Regions from separate parts of the Sus scrofa genome. Here region 1 is linked to region 2. Evidence: chromatin contacts called from public promoter capture Hi-C data. All regions are on one chromosome and are shown on one strand. Each heading gives the region's core, a stretch centred on a gene start, on an enhancer-like site or on the middle of the called end of the contact. The rest is flanking DNA. Distances are from core to core; before and after follow the strand shown. Region 1 holds the start of PRELID3B (PRELI domain containing 3B). Region 2 holds the start of RAB22A (RAB22A, member RAS oncogene family).

Region 1 (2,700 bases), core at 46-2,545, 670 kb after region 2:
GTGCCTGAGTCACTGAGTATGTAAAAAGTCTACAGCTTCGTTGAAAAACTGTCCTTGGAAACACTGTTTAAAACAAAATCAAATGGTTAAGCTAAAACAAACTACCAAGCTATAAAAATTAGAACAGTGTGGCAACAATAGCAACATCAGTGGAATAGAGCAGTTAGCTCAGAAATGAATTAAAACATAAATCACAACAGTGTTTAGGACAAAGGCGGCATTTCAAATCAAGAAGAAAAAAGACTAGGCAATAAAAAGTAGTGAGATTACCAACCATGTGCTTAGGCAGAAAAGGATCCAGCCATCTAAATGTGTGGTTCTGCTGCAGGGAGCATCAGAGACCTGGAAGGGAATTTAATTCCCAACATTCGACCGATTTAGGGCCTACTTTCATTCCTAAGTATTTCTCCGAAACCAAAAGATGATAACGAACGTGGCTTCGCAGGCATCTCAGCGCTGGCAGGCCCTGAGGACACCACCACCTTCCACGTCTCGGACGAAACCGGGTAACCCAAGGTCACACAGCTTGTTGGAGCCCAATCTGGACCCTGGACTCAAATTCCAAGGCCACAAATTCCAATCCTCAGGTCAAGGAGCTGCCGGAAAAGTTCTGCTTCCTGGTCGCCCGGGCTCACCCTAGATCCACTTTCCGGGTGAGCAACTCCACCCAAACCTGGCGGCCAGACCTCGACACTCCACGCCTTCCTCGGGGATCCTCGGGGTCGCGTCCCACGGGGCTGTGCAAGAAGGCCTGGGGCGACGACGAGGGGGCTCGCCCACCCCGAGCGCAGGTAAGGACCTCGTGCCCGGCGACGCCCCCGTCACCGGAGTGGAGCCTGTCCCAGGCCGTCTCCTCTGCGGGCCGTGCCCCGGGCGTCGCCGGAGACGTGACCTTGAGCCCGCGCCCCCCAGGGTTCCGAGGCTCGGGCCCAGCTCCCCCCGAGGGCCCGACGCCGGGAAGCTTCCTGAGGGGCGCCCCGGCCCCGCTGCGGCTCCAGGCCCGCCCCGCCCTGCCCCCCGCAGTGGCCCCGTGGCCCTCGCCGACCCACTCCCGCCCCAAACTTACTCGAAGACGTGCTCGGAAGTCCAGATCTTCATGGTGCCGGCGGCCTGCGCGGTGTCCGGGCGGCGATAGGGCACAAAGAGGCAAGGAGGCCACTCTTGCCCCCGCCCCGCCCCTCAGCCGCCCCGCCGGCCGCCCAGTGCGCACGCGCCCTCGGGCCCGACGCGAGGGACGTCCCGACGCGCGGCCCCACGCCCTATCCCGGCCCGGGTTTTGCCCCAGCCTTGCGCGCGGCGCAACGGAACCCCGCCCCTTAGCGCCAGGCGCACCGCGCCGGCGCAGTTCCGAGGGCAGGGTCCGGGGCCGCCAGCGCGGGCGCCGTGCTGCGCAGGCGCGGCCCGCCCCCTCGCGGGCGTCGGCGGGAGCGCTGAACTCTGGGCGGAGTTGGTCCCGGCCCGGCTGGCCTCTACCTCCTCGCTCGGCCGGCCGGTGCTTGCCTTGTGTTGCGAGGTCTGTGGACGGGTCCAATCGGCCCCGCTTACTCTGACAGTCCCTGCGGTGTTCGGTGTTCCTTTGAGCAGATGTCCACGGGGCCCCATTAGAAAATTCCTCCTACCTCCTGTCTCAACCCAGGCAGTGGAGGGACCAGAGTCAACCAGTTCATCAGCTAACCAGTCAAACCACCATCCAGGCGGTCAGCCCTCTGCTCCTTTCACCCATCCTCCCACAGATGTTGCCCCTCGGCGGTTAGCGCCCGGCAGAGGTGTGGTTAGGAAGCACGAGTGCTCAGCAGTTGCTCAGCAGTGCAGATGGAAAGCTCCCTGGCGCTGGGTTTAGGGGATGGGTCTCAGCTCGGTGTCCCCTTCCTCGGCAGCGCCCCCAGCCTTTAGTGCCTCCGTCACAACATCCTGTTGCATTTTTCTTAGCACTTCTCACTCCCTGAGATCACCTTGTTTAACTTCCACTCAAATGTAAGCCCTTGAGGACAAGGATCTTGCCTGTCGTGGTCAAAGATGATGCTCAGGAAGGGCTCAATGGCTATTTGTTGAAAAAGGCAATAATAATTATTTGCAGAGTGAACGAACTAATGGAGTCACCTTCTTTATCTGTCTGGCTTCCACTAGACTGTAAGCTCCTGAGGCTGAGGCCCCTGCCAGACCTGTCCAACCATCCCCTGCACCTACATAATGTTTGTTGCATAAATGAGTGAATGACTAAGGTGTGAGGGGCAGGAAGGAACGGCACGTGGCTTCATCCACAAATGAGCCTTGATCAGTGGACAAACCGGCCTAGCTTTCAGGATAAGCCCTCCCTCCCCCGGTCCCCACCACAATCCACAAACGGTCGGTACCCCCTAAGAAAACAATTTGCTGTTTTGAACGATGGCTATGGAGGAAGATTTTTACATTTGGCTACTTAGAAGCTAGTTAGAAGCATTGCCTCATTCTTGTTCTTAGCTCCTTTGATTGTTAAAAACAAATAAAAGCCAGGTTAATTTAGGAGGGAGGATAATTTTTTTAAATAGCCGAAGCCCTTTATAAAAAGAAACAAAAATTACATTAGACAGGAAGGAAATAATATGGTTAGGTAGTTGCTAAGTGCAATTTGTGGTACCTAGGACTGAAAAAAACCCAAATCCTACAGTAGTTAGAGTGAATTCTTGGGGAGTTAATGCTTTAAGGGCTGCTGAGTGCTTC
Region 2 (2,700 bases), core at 168-2,667:
AACCTCCATATGCTGCAGGTGCAGCCCTAAAAAGACAAAGACCAAAAAGATAAATAAAGTAAAATAAAATAAAAATAAGAGAGACAATGTGTGTAAAGGGTTTAAACTGTGCCTGACCTATGGTGTTTTCAGTAAACACCAGTTCTTACTATTCTGAAACGTGCAGGTGGGGAAAGGAAGAGCCCAGTAGCCCCCCCCCCCATTAATATTGACCACCGTGATGATGTACGACCTCCTTCACCAGCAGGCATCCCCCACGTGGTAATTATCTGTTTACAAGTCTCTCCCCGGACCCTGAGTCCCTGAGAGTCAGCCTGGTGAATGGTTCATCTTTGTGGGTGCCGGGCTGGCCCAGCCCAGAACCAGCAGGTGCTCAAGAAATGTTTGTTGAATGGAAAAGCAAAGCTTCATTCACCACAATTAGGAACTTGCAAGTCCAGGAAAACCTTCCCCAGCCATCTGCCCTTAAAGCGATGTTAAAGGACAGGGTACGACGTGACAGGAGAAGGAGACCCCTGGAGAAAGGCGGGCGACAAGGGGCTCCCTGGACGAGGCGGAGGTGAGCTTGCGGCCAGGACGCGTGAGAACTCCGCGGCGGCCACCGGAGAGCCGGGCCTCCCAACTGCCCGCCCTCGGGGAAGTGCCCAGGGAGGGCAAAGCGGAGACCCGGGGGGTCGCTCCCCCACGCCCACGGCGGCCACGCCTCCTCCCGCCCAGCACCTCCGGGACTCTGGACGCCGGTCCCCGCAGGGCCGCCGCAGGGGCACGAGGAGGAGGAGGAGGAAGAAAGTGACAGGAAGTCAGAAGTGTCCCAACAACAAAAATCCTCCCGGTGGCGGGGAGGGGGCTCCGCATCTTCGGCCGCCCCGCGCAGAGAGGAGGGACCGCCACAAGTGGTCTAGACAGTTGGGGTCCCGCTCTTCTGCTCCCAACGCGCCGAGCCTAGTTTGTAGGTCCCACCCCCAAGTTCAGTGCACCCCGAATTCTGTGAGAGGTTCCCGGGCAGGGGCGGGGACGCCCCAACTGTTACTTACAATCGTCTAAGTCATCCGGCAAGTCCACAAAGTACCGGGGGAATTTCTGAAAACCAAGAGACACACAAGAAGTTACGAGGGGGCTGCGGCAGGCAGGCTCGGGGCCGGGATAGGGCTCCCCCGGCCTCGCGGGGCGATCACGGCTAGAGGGGAGGGGGCGCCCCAAGAGCCCGGCCCCACTCACCCGCCATCTTGGGATGGGCCCGGGGGCGGGGCCGGCGGGAGGGGGCGGGGCCGGCGGGAGAGGGGCGGGGAATCTGGCCTCGGGCCCCGCCCCCGGGCCCGGGCCTCCCCGCCAGCCTCGCGGCGCCGGCCGGCCCCGCCCTCTCGGCGAAGGTGGCTGCCGAGGTGGGCGGGGAGGTCAGGTGACCCGGCTGGCGTCCCAAGATGGCGGCAGCGGAGGCGCCCGGGAGCCCGCCGCACCGTCCCGGCTGCTGAGGAGGGCCCCGCGCGGCTGGCGACGGACGGGCCGGGCCGAGGGCCGGCGAACGGGCGGCCGCCGCCTAGACGCGCCCCGCAGCCGGGGCTAGGCCGTGCGGCGGCGGCGCCGGGGGATGCTCGTGCTGGGCCGGGCCTCTCCCTCCTCAACTTAGGGCGGCGGCGGGCCCGCGCCCCTTGCTCCCGGGCCATGGCGCTGAGGGAGCTCAAAGTGTGTCTGCTGGGGGTGAGTGGTGACCGGCTGGCCAGGAGGGCCGCGGGAGGCCGGGCGGGCCGGGGACCCGGGCGTGCCCACATCCCCCCGCCCCTTCCCCCAACCTCCGCGCCGGACGCCGCCTACCTGCCCCGGGACCCACCCTCCAGCCCCCGGGCCGTCCAGCCCACCGGGCCGCTCCCTCCTGAAGGTTTTGCTGGGCCGGGGGACCTTCCGCCTTGTCTGGAGCCCTAGGAGTCGTCCTGCCCCCCAGAGGATGAAGAGCCCTCCCTGCCTCCCCTTGCATCTAGGTTAAGAGCAGCTCTTGAATAGTTTCCTACCCATGTACTAGTTAGGAGTTGGCCCAGTCTTGCAAAGTAAAACCCATAACAGGCCTTTAGGTTTTACAAAGCTTGGTCTTTTGAACTTGTGGGATACCCCTGACACTTCAGGAAGAGTTACTTTTCGTGGAGCGGGGGGAGACATTCAAATCAGGAGGCCCCAAAATTAGTTTGCAGCTTAAGTTTCCTGTCTTGTCAAGGCACCTTTGCTGTTTGGGAGCATATCTGAGGTTGATGCTCTCCTGAGTTGCTGCTTGAAAGACTGATAAAGATTTCCATTGGTTTTCCTCTTTCCCAGATTGGGTGGGGCTGGGATATATCAGGGATTACTCAGAAGTAATTCAAGAGTTCAGAGTGAGTTATACAGGTCAGAAAGCAAGTGAGTTTGTCACTTTTCACACTAAGCAGAGACTTTGGGTCTTTCAGAAGGTTCTCGTGTCTCTTAAAAGCTCAAAACCCCTCTCCTACAATCCGTTTTGAAATCTCCGAAGTACTCCACTGAATGTTTATAAAGACTTCCTTGGTGTCCCTTAACTTCTAAAATTCAGGATGATTTTTCTAAAGTCCTCAGCTCTTGGCACAAGATCGTTTTCAGTGTCTTCAAGCAGGTAAACCTTTTCTGATTCACCTGTCTCATTCTCTTTCAGGATACAGGTGTGGGTAAATCCAGCATTGTGTGGCGGTTTGTGGAAGA

What was found. Promoter capture Hi-C pulls out the DNA fragments that hold promoters and counts their contacts.
Region 1: a contact with region 2 is called in a promoter capture Hi-C map of fetal liver, with 2.2 times the contacts expected there. The contact joins the promoter of PRELID3B here to the promoter of RAB22A in region 2. A contact is called at or near these places in 2 of 5 promoter capture datasets (fetal liver and liver) and 1 of 2 datasets of contacts at active chromatin or transcription factors (skeletal muscle).

Annotation. Positions count from the first base shown.
Region 1 is chr17:59,183,783-59,186,482 of Sscrofa11.1, forward strand. It overlaps PRELID3B (PRELI domain containing 3B), which reads right to left and starts at 1,296. Exons shown (of 6, transcript NM_001113697.1): 1 at 1,067-1,296. The coding sequence starts at 1,098.
Region 2 is chr17:58,513,568-58,516,267 of Sscrofa11.1, forward strand. RAB22A (RAB22A, member RAS oncogene family) reads left to right here and starts at 1,418. Exons shown (of 7, transcript NM_001123174.1): 1 at 1,418-1,698; 2 at 2,654-2,700. The coding sequence starts at 1,663. It overlaps PPP4R1L, which reads right to left and starts at 1,255. Exons shown (of 13, transcript XR_002340199.1): 1 at 1,219-1,255; 2 at 1,035-1,080.